2 separate regions of the Muntiacus reevesi genome follow, and region 1 is linked to region 2. The links are chromatin contacts, called in public Hi-C maps. All regions are on one chromosome and are shown on one strand. Each heading gives the region's core, a stretch centred on a gene start, on an enhancer-like site or on the middle of the called end of the contact. The rest is flanking DNA. Distances are from core to core; before and after follow the strand shown. Region 1 holds the start of PTPRF (protein tyrosine phosphatase receptor type F). Region 2 holds the start of ARTN (artemin).

Region 1 (7,910 bases), core at 2,532-5,031, 370 kb before region 2:
GAATTCTCACAGATCTGGTGGGGAGGGACTCAGGCTGAATTTAATTTGATTTAGACCCACTAAGAGATGACTAAGAGCTGTATTTACGTCATGAGTTGGAGCAGAACATCCAGTGGGCCCAGGACCTGGACAAAGGGTGAACAGTGAGTGGGAGCTGACATCTGGCTCTCCCCTCACCCTGCCCCCCTGGGGCTGGAGCCCGGCAGACACAGACCTAGCACGTGGTAGCACTCGGCCTTCACAGATGAGCACAAGGACGTCCCTCCCCGCCAGGCCCAGGAGCAGGGCAGCAGGTCAAGTCCACATGGACCCCGAGCTCAGAGTCTGGCAGTCTGGACTGAGTCTTGGCTCCTCTCCTTCCACAGTGCTCATGCACGCACAGGCCCAGCCACCTGAGGCTCTCTACGTGCCCCCAGGGCCCAGGCCTCTGGTTCTTTTACCTCGGCCTTGTGTCTAGTCCCAGGCGCTGGGCACGCTGAGGTCTGGGCCGGCTGCTTGCAGCGAGTCTCATGGCCCACCTCGGCAAACACCTGAACCACGTATGGTTCTGAAAGATGGGCGAGCAGGGGGCTGGAGACCAATGGTTTGAGGTTCTGAGGACCCTGTGTCCCGGAGGGGCTGAAGCAAGAGCCTGGTTGGTGTAGCATTGAGTGGAGCTGCCGACTTCAGCCACAGGAGAGTAAGGCCCTTGGCCAACAGGGCTTTCCAAGTATTGGGTTCACAGACCAGGCAGTGCTGAGCTGAGGGAACTGGGCTATCAGAGCTGCAGACCCACTGAGGCCCAGGCTGCAGGCAACAGGTCAGCAAACACCACAAGCCCTTCTCAGGCCAGGCCAGACAAGGCCAACAGAAGCCCCAAGTGTGGAAGAGGTCTGAGACTTGGTCAAGGAGCCTTCCTTACCTGGTCACTTATGTCTGACGGTCCCTGAGCACAGAAGGAGAAAATCTATCTTTTCATTCCTTTAACAAATATATACTGAGCAGCTTTTTGTGTATCAGGGCCCCACTCAACATAGAGTCTTCATATATATATATATAGAGAGAGAGAGTGTGAGAAGCCACTGTCACTGACTGAGATCTTTTTAAAAATATTTCATTTATTTATTTGGCTGTGCTGAGTCTCAGTTGCGGCATGCAGGATCTTTTTAGTTTAGGCCCATGGGATCTTCAGTTGTGGCATGTGGGATCTAGTTCCCAGACTAGAGGAACCTAGAGCCCTAGGTTTCCAGGGCTCGAACCTAGGTCCCCTGTAAAAGGAGTTCAAGGTCCTAGCCACTAAACTACTGTGAAGTCCCACAGAGTAAGTCTTAAGAGGTGTTTTTTATGACTATGTGTGAGAGATTTTTGTGTGAACTGAAGCCCAAAAGTCAAAAGCTCTCTATCTCTGTCTCTTTCCCATCTCCTCCCCTCCCCATTTATTCTCTCTCCATCCCTCACTCCCGCTCACCTCCCTTGGGATGATCTCTAGCTCCTTTCTATATTTCAGATTTTATAGTTTGCGTTAGATGAAGGTGCAGGAGGGAAGACACCCTGTTTCTGGTCCAGTGACTGATTGAATGAGGTGCTGCCTGAGATGGGACTTCCAGCAGATCTGGGGTGGAAGAGACAGTGAATTCAGTTTACCTGTCCAACAACCGGGGAGTGGTCTAGAGAAGACTCTTGGAAATATGGGTCCCGCGCTTAGAACAGGACTTCCTTGGTGGCTCAGACAATAAAGAATCTGCCTGCAATGCAGGAGATCTGGCTTCAATTCCCGGGTTGGAAAGATCCCCTAGAGAAGGGAATGGCAACCCACTCCAGTATTCTTGCCCAGGAGACCCACACCAGGGAGAGAGATTGGGAAGTCATCAGCATTAGGTTGGTGGTGGTGGAGACGGACCATGGGCAGAGAGCAAGAAGGGACAGTGTAGACAGACCCTGGGAGGAATAGGAGATGGTAAAAAAGAGACTGAGAAATGGCAAACAGGGAAGGAGTGTAGGCCAGTGAAGCCAAGAAGAACTGTTTTCATGAGTCAGCAAGGAGCAGGCATCACTGGCCAGAAAGTATACTTTTTTAAATTTAGAAGAAACCCTCCCCCGAAGCCTAAACTCACTCCGCTTCTGAAAAACAGGCCAAACTGTCTAAAGATGCACAAAACTTGCAATGCCTCCTCCACAGGACACCAAAATTATCAGTGGATAAAAAACCACAGACTAGGAATGTTCATTTTTGATCCGTTTGTCATCTGGAATCCGAATCTGATTGTTTGCCCAGATTCACTCCCATCCCCTTCTCACACACGAGGGGGCGCACACACACCGCTTCTAAATTCAAGTCCAGGGCAAAAGCAGGCAGTGAATTAGGTGGTAACCAGAACTCCACTCAGCTCATAGCCCCAGACCCCCCACCTCTACCTCTGCCCTGCACATTACACTGTGCTCCAGGAATCCAGGTGCTTCAACAATCTCCAGATTTTATTTCTTACCTGACCCCCAGACTCATAGAGATATCACAGAGACCCCACAGATCAGAGACCCCATAGGGGTCCTCATCTGACCTAGGCAGTCGGGGTAGGCTCCCCATCTTTTATGAGGTGGGTAGGCAGGAGAGGGCTGATGTGACATGGACTGCCTGGTAGGTAGGTCTGAGATCAGAGACTTTGGTGCCAAGGTGTGGCTCTTGGTTTGGAGCTCACCAAGTTCCTATGAGTTAGGACCTGTAGTAAATCTTCTGGTAAGTTATTGGTTTAGCCAGAGATTTATAGGGTCAGCATTTAAGTTTGATATGAGGAGTCAGAAATTCAATACTGAGGTTTATATCAGGCTTGGAGGACACCATCAAGTGCTGAACTAAGGGCCAATTCAGGACCTGACTCAGGTCCACAGTTGGCATTGTTGATTTTGGGGTTGGCCAGCCTCAGGTGTGGGTTGACTTTGGGTCAGAGGAGTAGAGTGAGTATGGGGCTGCAGTGGATTTGTGTGGAGCTTCTACAAAGCCAGTCTCATAAATCTTAGGTTCCAAGATTACCACTAGAGGTGAGTCAAGTTAGGGTCTTAGATGGCCCCTCAAATGGATGAGGTCTGAGGTCAGTATTTGTATTAGGGTCCTTTTCTAGGGACTCAATCCTAGTTCACAAGGTGTGTTGGTATTGACCTGGGGCTAGGACTGCAGTATTAATTTTATGAAAAGGCTTGGGGTTCACAAAAAAGTGCTGAGTAGCTACCGTAGCAAGGTAGCTATTGGACTTTAAGGTTCACACAGGGATTGGGGCTCAGCATTGGTACTGGGGTCCATTTAAGGACCAGGGTTGATGCTGGGGTCACGATCAAGTAGAGGTGATAAAGCGGTTTTAGCCTAAGAATTGGTATTTCAGGTTAATATAGGGGTTCAGATTAAAACTACTACTCGAGCCAATTTCATGGCAGATTTAGGGGTTTGGACTTACTATTGAGTTGGGGGTGGGTCTGGACTCAATAGCAGGTTCAGATCTCTACGGAGGAAAAAAATGGGGTCCTAGAGTAGTATCAGGTTCACATTTGGATTGGGAGCCTCTAATAGGATCCGGACTTCGTATGGAAGTTTGGGTCTGCCCGTGCTCATTATTGGGGTTCCGGTTCTGTATTGGGGTCCGGGCGGGTTTAGACGCGGGTCTGGGTTGCGGTCTCGGGCCTACGCGGCTCAGCAGCTCTACGAGCGAGAGTGCACGAGGGGAGGGGCGGCGCCGGGGACGCGCACGGCAGGGGCAGGGGCGCGGGCGTGGGCGCGGGCACGCGGCTGGAGCTGGCGCGGGAGCGGCGGAATCGGTGGCGGCGGCGGCAGAGGCGGCGGCAGAGGCGGCGGCTCCAGCTCCGGCTCCGGCTCCAGCTCGGGTGGCGGTGGCGGGAGTGGGATCCGGTGGCGGCGGCGGCGGCAGAAGAGGAGCGGGAGCAGCGGCCCCAGCGGCTTGGGGGGGACATGCGGACCGACGGCCCCTGGATAGGCGGTGAGTGACCCCCGGGCCCCCTTCCAGTTCCCTCCGCATCGGTCCCTTTCCCACTCCCCCGCCCTCTCCCCGCGTTCGCCGAGCTGAGCTGGGGGCGGTCCCGGGGGGCTGGGGGCGCCGCTTAGGCCGGGCCGCGCCCCCACCTGCCGCGCCCGCCGCCTCGGCTTAGCGCCCCCACCAAGCCCGGCGGCTCCTCCCCGCGCTACCCCGCGGCAGACGCCCCCCCCCAACCCCGCCGCCGGCTGGCTAGCTCCCTGCCGCCCCTCGCCGTCTTCCCCTTTCTCCGCCTCGCCCCCTCCCTCCCGCCGCACCTGAGCCGCAGCCCGCGGCGCCCCCCACCCCCCCAGCGCAAAGTTTCCCTTTTGCGTCGGGGCTCCCCCTCCTGGGTCCCGCCTCGTCTGCCCCCACCACCGGCGCGGACACGCTCCGGGGGCGGCCCTCAGCCTCCCACCGCCTCCCCAGCTCCAGGCGGGTCCAGGCCGCGCCCCCGCCCCCGCCGCACAGGCGCCCCCTCCCCGCCGGCGGGGGATCCGCAGCCGCCGCGCCCCCGTCTTGCTCGCGGCCCGGGCGCACGTGCCGTCCCGGGGTGCGCGAGGCGCGAGTTTGGAAACCCCCACTCCCAACCCCCCCACGCCCAGGTCGCCGGCGCGGGCTGGGGAGGAGCTGGGCCGGGCTGTACCCGCCCCTCCCGGGTGCAGTGACCCGAAGGCCCTGGGGCGACCTGTCCCGTGAGGACGTGTCCACTCGGACCCGCTCCGGAAAGTTCACTCAGTTGCCGCCCGGCGTCCCGTCCCGTCCCGTGTTGGTGTGCCCCGGTCCTCATCGCTATGCCCGCGATCCTGTCTCGGCTTATTTCTCCTTTTCCCTCCGTGTTTCCGTCTCTCTACGCCCTTCAAAGCCTCTGTATCTCTGTCTCCCCGTGTCGCGGCCTCCCACTTTCAACCCACTCCACCCCCCAAGCAATCCCGGGGTCTCTCTGCTGTCTGCGACTCCCCCCGGGGTCTCCCTGTTCTCTCTCGCTGGGTCTCTGTGTTCTTTCCCCCGGCTCTCTGTGCTCTTTGCCGGGTCTCCGTGTTCCTTCTCTTGGGTCTCTGCGTTCTTTCCCTGGGTCTCTCTGTGCTCTTCCCGGCTTTCTGCTCTCTCTTCCCAGGTCTCTCTGTGCTCCCTCCCCCATCTCTGGATCTCGCTTCCCGGGTCTCTTGTCGAGTCTCTTGCCTGTCTCTTGCTGTCTCTGTCTCCCACGGACTGGAATCTCTGCCGCCCCTTTGCAGAGACCCAGACCTCCTCCTCTTTCCTCTGGAATGCTGCCCCTCTGGTTCGTCCACCCCAGGGTGGGGGAGGGGCTAGTTTTTCTCCTCTTTTCAACACCCCCCACCCCCCAGTGCAGGGCCCCCGAGTTGGAACAGGTTGATGGGTGGGTGCCGGGTACCTGTCTGAGCTGTGAAATGGAAAGGAGGCTGCTGGCAGGAGTAGGGGGGAGGGTCCTCTGGATTCCCCTGGGGGCCCCCCCGGGGAGCAGGCCCGGGAGTCTGGACTGCGGAAGTGTTGGTGATGAAGACTCCCTTTGGGCTCCCAGAGTGACCTGGTGCGGGATCTGACCAGAGAAGTGCATTGGGGTGGGAGGCCTGGAAAAGGATCCAGGGCTGGTGCTTCCAGGGGGATCCTCAATGGTGAAGGATCCCCCGAGAAGGCAGGAGATCTGCTGAGGGATCCTTTGAGAGGCATCAGGCATCCAGTGGGATCCAGAGCAAGGTTCTGTCAGAAAAATCTCAGGAAATTCTATGCTTGGTTCCTTATTAACTCTTGCTTCAGGGAGCAAGAAAATCCCAGTTTTTAACTGATGGTATGAATGAGCCTAGGGCTTCAGGAAGGCGCAGGTGAGCCTCCCCAAGTACCCCCACATCCACAGCCCCAGCCCAGACCACACACTCACACTCCCCTATTTCCACACTCAGCTCACCCTCCCACCCCCACCTGCACTCCATATCCACTTGTCTCCCCAGTGCCCTCTCATTTGCACACTTGGGCCTGCGCAGCAGCCAGAGCTCCAAAATCTGCTGTGTTTGCACGCCCATGTCCCAGCCTGAGTGCTTGCTTACACGCTCACTGCACCCGCCCCTGTGCACGGTCTAGGAAGGGTGTGTGTACATGTGCAGCCTCGTGCATCCTGTGTACACTTTTTCTCGTACATTTTTGCCTGCTCAGTTTCCCCTTGTCGTTGGAAACATCTCTAGTTCTGTTTGCTTTTCCTCTTCCCTCTTTTTTCCCTTGAAAAAGGAAATAGTTTTCATATTTCACATTTCATCTTCCTCTCTCCTTCCTCCTGTAGCTCCTGGCCTCCCCTCTGGTCAGCCTTGTGCACGTAGTGAGCGTGTGTATGGTGTCCTGGCTTCTGGGAGAGGAGGCTAGGTTTGGGTGCTGGTGAAGCAGTTGGGGAGGGGGTTTCGGGGAGGGGGGCAGCGTTACAGTAAGAGCAGCCTGGCTACCTTACTTGGGAATTGTATTTCTGTGCAGCAAAATGCTGGCCTTTGCTCTCTGTGCTCGCTCCACTCTTGTTCTCATCAGTCCTGACTGTGAAAGTCCAGTACAGTCAGCAGGAGATAGGACCCGGACCCCTTCCTACAGAGGCTGTGACATACACTACAGCCCCTCCACTTTGCAGTTTGAGACCTTGGGGAGATCCTGTTCTCCCTGAGTCTCAGTTTCACCCCCTATAAAATGGAAGAGTCGTCCAGCCCTCGCTGGGTGCTAAGGCTGTCGTGGGAATCCCCTGTGTGGCAGTGTGTCAGCAGCAGTGGTGATTGCTTCCCGTGTGACTGACACTGCTGTGTGCTTGGACCACGCTGGCAGCCAGGGCCCTGCCCTTGAGAAGCTCATGGTCCCTGGGGGAACAGACTGCATCATGAGAATGCAGAGCAACTCAGCAACCTCTTATTGATTGCCGACTGTGCGCCAGACTCTAGGCTAGGCACTTTCGGCTGGGCTGCCATGCTTCCTATGGGACTAACTGCTGTGTAGAAGAGGCAGCCCACCCCTTAGGAACTACTGAGGTTAAGCCCAGCATCAGCATCACCTGAAGCAGCCGCCATTCTGAACTGAGGTTAGAAGATTGGAGGAGTTCACCACAAGTTCAGAGATCAAGATGAGATGAGTCCCAAAGAAGACCAAGAAAATGAGCTATCTGAATTGGGTTTTGAGGGATGAATAGGAGTTTTCCAATGGAAGAAAAGGCACTCCAAGCAGGAAAAAAAAAAGTATGTCTAGACACCCAGAAGTCTTATCACTTGTGGTGTGTTCAGAGATAGAGCAAATCTAATGCCCTGTTAAATAACTATGACTTTACTCTGAGAACACAAAAAGGGAAACACCAAATAATTAAAGCTTGAATGAGAGGGTGGGGTGTGTGGAATGTGCTGTGATCAGATTCATGTTTCCAGAAGAGGATTCTATGGCTGCGGGAAGTAAATGGAAATAGGATACCCAATGAGAAGGGTGAAGGTAAGTCAGATGAGAGAAAATGGTGGTTTGGTAGCATGGAGCCATTTACAAGGCACACATTTATTAGGACAGGATGATTTATTGGACGTGGGAGTGAGGGAGAGGAAGGGGTCTAGGTTCCTGGGAGTGACTGAATAGGGCTTTCACTGAGCCAGGGACTTGGGCATGAGAGGTGGATTTGGGGAGAGGCAGATAATAAGCTCATGGTTCAACCTTTTGGCCTTGGAGATGCTTGGAGTATTTGAGGGTGGGATGAGGGGGTCTTTTAGGAGGGAGATGTGTGTGAGAATCTGGAGCTCCGGAGAGAGGTCTGAGGAAGGATGAGAGCGTGTTAGAGCTGTGCCCAAGGGACAGCCTCACTGGTGAAAAATGTAGGCTCTAGTTTCAAACTGCTGGGTTCAAAACCACTTAATAGCAGTGTGACCTTGAACAAGTTGCTTAACATCTCTG
Region 2 (7,938 bases), core at 505-3,004:
CATAGGCTGCATGCCAGCAAGCTGCAGCCCTGGGGAAGAAGCCCCCGCACAACTGGGCAGCTGGCCTGGTGTGAGCAGAGCTGCTCGCTGCCTGGGGAGACAGTTAAGCTTCTAGTCCCCAGCGCTGCACGTGAACTGCTCTCCCCAAAGTCGTGGTTCTCCGCCTGCACACACCAGAATCACCTGTGCAGATGTGGAAAACTGCACTTGCCCAGTCTGATTCGGGTCTGGGGGTGGGCCCAGATTTGGGTAGCTTTAAAAGGTCCACAGATGGTTCTGACACACAGCCAGAGTACAGCTGGTCCACATGCGTCCCTTGAGCACTTTCATCCCCACCCACGGCTTGCAATGGTCAGTTGGTCAACAGTTCCCAAATTGCTATCTCCAGCCCAGCTCTCTTCACTTTCTCCAGGCTACAAATTCAGTCACTTCCTGAACATTTCCACTATGGTAATCCACAGGTCCCCACAGCTTGGCACAACCGACACCGAACTCATGAGCTCCTGTCCACAGCCTGCCTCTGCTCCAGGAGCCCCAGCCAGAATGAATCCCCTCCACCTGGTCACCCAGACCAAAGGCAGACTGTCCTACGGCCCCACCCCATCCAATCTGACACCAACTGAGTTCTCAAAAAGAGAACTGGCAAAGAGCCCCCAAAGCCCCACACTCTCCCCATAATTCAGCTTCAGATTCCTCTCTCCCCCAGAAGCCTCCTGACCTACCTCCAAACCATCCTCCTCACTGCAGCCAGAGTTAGCCACAGAAATGCACGTTTGATCACACCATTCTCTGACCTGAAACAAGTTCGGCGGTCCCCAGAATAAAGTCCAGACTCCCTATGAGGACACACAGCATCTGGCCTTTCTTTATTTCTACCCATGTTACTCACCCAACCTCGAGCCCACCAGTCAAACTGCCATAATTAAGCATCTTAAATACAACCCTCCAGCTCCTACCTCAACCCTCCGGTGCAAACCTTCTTCCTCCGGGACCCTGCTCTTCTTCAGCCCTGGCACCCACTCCTACCACTCTGCCCTCGCTGTGCCAGGCTGAGCAGCGGCCTTTGCAGGTGTGTCTGTACTCCAAGCCCCAGGCGGCAGTGGAGGGGAAGCGCTGGGTCTAGCAGAGGGGCTGGGGCCAGAGGGGCTGGGGCCTCTAGAGCCGGGTCGGACCTTGAAAACCCCAGCTCGGTGCCTTGCGGACTTGAGTGCGATGAGTCTGTTGAGAGAAGAAACTAGTGGTGGATCAGAGAGCAGCTAGCACAGAGCGGCCAGCCAGGACGACAGGAACCCAAACGCCAGTGGCCCAAGGCAGGGACCGGCCCATCCCCTCCCTCTCCCGCCCTCTGCCCGGCCTCCCAACTCCCTACTCCAAGTGTCTCCAAACTCTGAACACCCAGTGTCTGCGCCTCTGCACCGACATGGGGGCCCTCCCCAGTTTCTCCTCCCCCCTACCTCGGGGGACCTTAGTGGAGCGAGGGGGACCGGATTCCAGAGGGTGGAGCGGCCAGGTGAGCCCTGAAAGGTAGGGCGGGGTGGGGGAGTGCTCGGGCCCCACCCCAGGATCCGGTGACGCCAGGGCTGGAATTTGACACCGGACGGCGGCGGGCAAGAGGCTGCTGAGGGATGGAGTTGGGCTCGGCCCCCAGACACGGCCCACGGGCTCCGCCAGCAGCAGGTCCCTCGGGTCCCAGCCCTTGCTGTGTCCCGGACCCAGAGCCCTGCACTCGCGGTAAGCCGACCTGTTTGCCCACCCCTCGTCCCAGCCCAGGGGCTAGGGGGGAGCGGCCAGGGTTGTCCCCTTCCACTCCTTTCTCACATTCTCCCTCTCCTGGGCCCGCTGTGCAGCTCCCCGCCCCTCCCAGCCCCCCTCAGTCCCTCTAGTTGCTTGTCGGACTGTGCTAGCCCTGCCTAGCCCTGCCGGCCCGCTGCCGTAATGTGAGGCTCCTGCCGCCGCTACAGGGCTCAGACTGGCTGCCAAGACCTCGCTTTTGGCTAAGAGAGGCGCTGCCAGCTGCACAGCCCTGGGCATGAACCTTCTGGGCTGCGGGGGAAAGCCCAGCTCTGGTTCCAGGAAAGGTGTCTAGAAGAACAGAACACAGAACCCCCGGGGTGAGTATCGGGCTGCTAGATGGGGCGGCCAGGCAAGGGCTGGAGGACCAGGTGGCCCCAGATGGCCGGGAGGGGGCCGGAGGGCCTGAGCTGCCCACAAGAGACCTGCTCCTGGGCTCCCCCTAGTGCAGGGGCCTTTAACCCTACCTTGCTAGGCTTACCTTCCATCAGTGAGAACAAGTCACTACCCTGACTCCTCAGGCCCAAATTCTGCTAGGCGAGCACATCTGGCACTGGAGGGCCTCACCAGGCCCTGTACCTGGCCCACAGGTACAGCGACATTCTGTGCGCCGGGGGTGAGGCTAGAGGTGACAGCTGGGACCCAAGAGCAGGCCGGCTAGTGAGGGCTCATGAAGGCTCCAGGGCTCCAGAGAGGTGTTTGGGAGTGCCAGGCAGTGCGGGCTCATAAAAATTGGTGGGACTCTGAAAGGCCGACTGAGCTCAGGAAGGATGGTTCATGGGGGAAACTTCTAGGAGCAGGTCCAGGCTGCCAGATCCAGAGGGAGCTTGCAGGCGGACAGACCTGGACCAGCTCTCAGGGTGGCTCAGCTCTCAGGGACCAGGCTGGTGTAGGAAGCAACTCCTGGGAGTTGCTGGGGCCTGAGTCGGGCTGAGGGTAGGGGGAAAGCCCACCCTACTTTGAGTCCACAGACTTGACAGATGCTGCCCCCTGGTGGTCATAGAAAGCCATGGCCCAGACCCCCTGTTCCTAGAGAGCTCCTCAGCCTCTACCACCTGCTGGCTCTTGAAGGCTGTCTGTGGTCAGAAGAGAAGACATCTGTGGTCAGGCAGCTCTGCATCCAGACAGAGACCACAGAGGAGCCAGGTGCAGCAACACTCGGGTGGGCAGCACAGGCTGAAGCCTGGACCTCACTGTCATCCAATAACTCAGGGCAACCCACAAGCACCTTCATTCTTCTCCAGGCCACAACTTGCTACCCTGCAGTATGGAGAGAAGGCTCTCTGTGAGGTCAGGGTGCCCAGCTGCTCTCTTTTCCAGCCCTGCAGCACAGGGCAGGAAGTTCCCTTCCCCGCACAGCTTGTGGGTCTACCCTTGTGACTTTAGGTAACTGCTGAGCTTCTCTCTGAGCCTTGTTTCCTGGTCTGGAAAATGGGGATGATATATACCATTTACCTCATGGAGTTATGAAGTCTGAAAGGAAACAGGTGCAGAGCGCCACCACATAGCTAGGTTTTCGATGCAGCCACTTCTTTTGGGTTGAGCCCAGCTGCCCAGGCCCCTTGTCCCTCACCTGGAGAAGCTGAAGTGGAGGGATGACCTGCTCTGAGGATAACTCATCTCTCCATGTTCCAAGCTGCCTCAAGAGGAGGGTGGGGGAACAGGTCGGCTACAACTGATGGGAGCTCCTGGTGTTGACAGAGATGGCGCCTGGACGTGGAGGCCCTTCTGTGCTGCCCCTCCGGGCCGGGCCTAGGAGGCAGGTGAGCGGTTCTCCCACAGACTTCTACCGGGTATTGAGGAAAGGTGGCTTGACCTGGGAGGGAGAGCATGGCTCCGGGGGGCAGGTACCAGAAGTGGGTGGGGAAATGGTCAGGGAGGGCCGGGGGAAGGAGCAAGGTCAGTGCCCTCCAGGGATGCCTTCTCCAGGCTGCCTGGGCTGCTGGCCCACTATCCTCCAACCCTTCTGTCGGGCCCCAGCCCCTTCCAGACCCTACCAGGCTGTCCTCTTCCCCCCTGAGGCTCCCCATCGTCTCTTCCAGCAGCCTGCCCTGTGGCCCACCCTGGCCGCTCTGGCCCTGCTGAGCAGCGTCGCCGAGGGTGAGGCCTCCCTGGGCCCCGCGCCCCGCAGCCCGGTCCCCCGCGAAGGCCCCACGCCCGCCCCGCCGTCCCCCGCGGGCCCCCTGCCGGGTAGGTGAGAGGGCGAGAGGGCGAGGGCGCGTGGCGGGCGGGCTGGGGACCCGAGCGTAACTGCGTCTCGTTCTAGGGGGCCGCGCGGCCCGTCTATGCGGCGGAAGAGCCCGGCGCCCGGCGCCCCCGCCGCCCCGGCCCGCGCCCCCGCCGCCAGCGCCCTCGCCCTCGCCCGCACCCCCTCGCGGGGCCCGCGCGGCGCGGGCGGGGGCCCGGGGCGGCCGAGCGAGCCGGGGAAGCCGCGCGCGGGCCGCGGGGGCGCGGGGCTGTCGCCTGCGCTCGCAGCTGGTGCCGGTGCGCGCGCTCGGCCTGGGCCACCGCTCCGACGAGCTGGTGCGGTTCCGCTTCTGCAGCGGCTCCTGCCGCCGCGCCCGCTCCCCGCACGACCTCAGCCTGGCCAACTTGCTGCACGCCGGGGCCCTGCGGCCGCCCCCGGGTTCGCGGCCCGTCAGCCAGCCCTGCTGCCGACCCACGAGCTACGAGGCCGTCTCGTTTATGGACGTCAACAGCACCTGGAGGACCGTGGACCGCCTCTCGGCCACTGCCTGCGGCTGTCTGGGCTGAGGGCTCGCTCCGAGGGCATGCGGACAGACCCTGACCCGTGGATCTAACTGCCTGGGACCACTGGGGGCTCGGCCGGAGATGGAGGCTTCGGCCGTGTGAGTGATGGACATCAGCCCTGCGGAGAGGGAGGCACGACTGACCGGCGGCTCCAGGGGTCTCACCCCGCCAGCCTCAACCCGGCAGACACCAGAGACCTCAGCTGTGGAGAGCCGAGGACCCGCTGCTCACAGACTGTCACTGCCCCGGCCAGGAACCCAGGACTCCTCTAGAGAACCCAGCAGTGTGCGGTCTCAACCTCAGCCTGGGCCTGGGGGGACAGATTTGGAGATATGTAATTCGTTGCTGAAGTGCCTGTGCTGGAGCGGGCCTTAGACTCTCTGACGGGAGCTGGACCCCTATTTATTACTTCTAAGTTATTTATTTACTTCTGTGGTTTGTCAGATCCTTTCTTGGGCTATGGTGGCTGGATGGGGGTGGATAGAAGCAGTTGGATGGAGATCCCGCCTTGACCATCCTGCTCACAACTTCAGGCTCACTCAGCAATCATAAGCCTGGCCTGGGGCTGCTTGCCCTCACCCAGCAGCTCTGGAACCTGAGGGGCATGGAACACAGACAGAGGAGGTGGCAAAGATGTGTTCGCTAGTCCCAGCAGGCCAATTCACAACCCCCTGCACAGCCCCCAGCAGTTGGAACCTGGGGTTACTGGTGGAGAAAGCCATTGCCTTGAGACCTCAGGCATGCTGGGGGCTTGCTTGATGGTAAAGATTGCACCACCCCACTGTCACTGATCAGAGTCCTACCCTTCAGGACACCCTGACAGGCACATATACTGCCTGTGCTTGCAGATAGCCCAGCACAGGGAGCTCACTACCCACATTCTGTGAAGCAGCCCGCGTCAAGAGAGCAGCTGGAAAGGCTGAGGGTGGGAAAGAGGGTGCAGTGGGAGGCTGGTTTGGGGGGGATGAAGCACAGAACATCATGGAGATAAGAAAGCAGGAAAAGACTGAAGGTATCTAGAAGGACCCGCATCTTGGGTAATGAAGAAGGATATTCATTCATTCATTCAACAAATATTTATGAAGTACCTATTTTATGTCAGAAGCTTTGCAGACAGCAGGGCTACAGAAGTGACCCCATGATCTCTGCTATTAAGCTTAAACCAGGAGAGACAAACAATAAATAATTTACATAAATAATTACTGAAATTCAACTTGGCAAACAGTATGAAAAAGGACCAGAGGCTGAGAGGTACACACCCTCATCTGGAAAGAAAGGAGGAGAGGTTAAATGCTGACCCTGGCCCTCCACACTGTTGCCAAGTCATAACTCAAAAGTCAGCACAATGCCTCTGAGCTTCTGTGTATGTCCTGTGAAACCTTGTTTCCTGGGCCCTATGAATTTGTCCTATGTGATTTTTTTTTTTCTTTGAAATTAAGATCAGGACACGTATTTGGATGCATGCTGGGTCTGAGGAGCCATGGGACATGCGAGGGTGGTCAGGAGGCAGTGGGGATTGCTGGTCTGGAGCTGAGGAGGCAGGTCTGTACTGGAGGTTGATTGGGCAGCTGTTAGCAGAGGCAGTAGCTGCAGCCAGGGGTGCATGAGACGGTGTAAGAGTGAGGCAGATTGAGGCTGGGATCCCTCAGGCATTTGACACCATTAACCAAAATTCCTTCCCAACTGCCTGAATGCCTGCCTGCTTTGGCACAGATGCCCCCTTCTCCCAGGCTAGACTGAGGAGCTGGCAAGGGCTCTTTGAAGGCTGTATGCATTCTAAGTCAAAGAGGGGAAAGGAGTTGTGTTTCCATTCTTCTGTTCACTGCCTCAGTTCTAGGTGCCCCCAAAACTTTGATGCTCTCATGCCGCCCTCAAACACCCCCTCGGTCCTTCTCCCTGCTTCCAAACTGATTCAGGACCTTCAGTCACCAACCCCCACCTCCAACCAAAGAAAATGGCAGCTTGGAAACATCTCACAAAGGCCGTGCCTTGGTCCTGGTTGGGGGTGAAGAGGAAGAAGTGGAACTGTTAGTCGCTCAACTGTGTCTGACTCTTTGCGATCCTGTGGACTGTAGCCCGCCAGGCTCCTCTGTCCATGGAATTCTTCAGGCAAGAACTCTGGAGTGGGTTGCCATTCCCTTCTCTGGGGATGAAGAAGAAGGTCCTGTCAATTTCAGGGTCACTGGGGCCAAGGAGCCCCTGATGAAAAGACTTGAAGGCCCGGTGGAGGACATCTGTGCTCTCAGAACCACTTACAGGAGATGGGTTGAAGCCATGTCCGGCAAGTCCCATAGAGAGACAGCCAGGTCAGAACCTGAGCCAAAGGCACTGGCTCTCAACACTCGCAAAATTATAAGTCCTTGGGAGAGCAGGGTCCCCCCTGCCCCCGCCAACTCAAGGCTGAATTCTGGGCCCTGGAGAGACTGCCCAACACTGTACAAAATTGTGGATTAAGCCACAGCTTCTCCAAAAGGAACACATTCCCACAAGAACTAGTCTCAGTGTGCAGCTCACAATGAACCAATTGTTTTGTACTAAGTCGCTTCAGTCGTGTCCGACTCTTCGTGACCCCACAGATTGTCGCCTGCCAGGCTCCTTTGTCCACGGGACTATGAATACTGGAGTGGGTTGCCATTTCCTTCTCCAGGGGATCTTCCTGACCCAGGGATTGAACCAGCATCTCTTACATCCCTTGCATTAGCAGGTGGGTTCTTTACCACTAATGCCACCTGGGAAGCCCCTATGAACCAAATCCCTCTTCAAAAATAATAAAATAAATGAAGCATTTTCCCCAAAGGGAACAAGTTGCAGAGCTCCACCTCTCTGCCTACAATTTAGCAGAGGTCACCTGGCACATGGCCTCCACACAGATGGCTCTAGAATCTCCATTTTTGACTGTCATCTCTTTCATATTTGCAAAATGACACTGCCCACTTGAATGATCTTCCCAGAACTAAGGTATGATCTCCTCCTAAGGGGTATCAAGTTATCACTTCTTGCAAGACAGAAAACTATAGATGGCTTTTTAAAAAATATAATTTTATTTATTTATGACTGTGCTGGGTCTTGGTTGCTGTGTGGGCTCTTCTCTAGTTGTAGAGAGCAGGAACTACTCTCAAGTTGCTGTGTGCAAGCTTCTCATCAAGGTAGCTTCTCTTTTTCCGGAGCATGGGCTCCTGAGTGCTCAGGCTTCCGTAGTTGCGGCATGTGGGCTCAAGAGTTGTGGTGCACGGGCTTAGTTGCTCTGCGGCATGTGAGATCTTCCCAGATCAGGGATCAAACCCTTGTCTCCTGCATTGGCAGGCGGATTCTTTACCACTGAGTCAGCAGGGAAGCCCTACAGATGGCTTTGACTTGACAGTTTTCCCTGCTTTAGGGTGTACCCAAACATCCCTT

What was found. A called contact is a pair of places that touch in the nucleus more often than the background predicts.
Region 1: a contact with region 2 is called in a Hi-C map of blood, with 10 times the contacts expected there. The contact joins the promoter of PTPRF here to the promoter of ARTN in region 2. A contact is called at or near these places in 2 of 3 Hi-C or Micro-C datasets (blood and muscle).

Annotation. Positions count from the first base shown.
Region 1 is chr1:161,206,352-161,214,261 of mMunRee1.1, reverse strand. PTPRF (protein tyrosine phosphatase receptor type F) reads left to right here and starts at 3,781. Exons shown (of 32, transcript XM_065914780.1): 1 at 3,781-3,962.
Region 2 is chr1:160,837,629-160,845,566 of mMunRee1.1, reverse strand. ARTN (artemin) reads left to right here and starts at 1,754. Exons shown (of 4, transcript XM_065929563.1): 1 at 1,754-2,111; 2 at 3,493-3,554; 3 at 3,834-3,981; 4 at 4,058-4,642. The coding sequence starts at 3,495. The coding sequence ends at 4,545.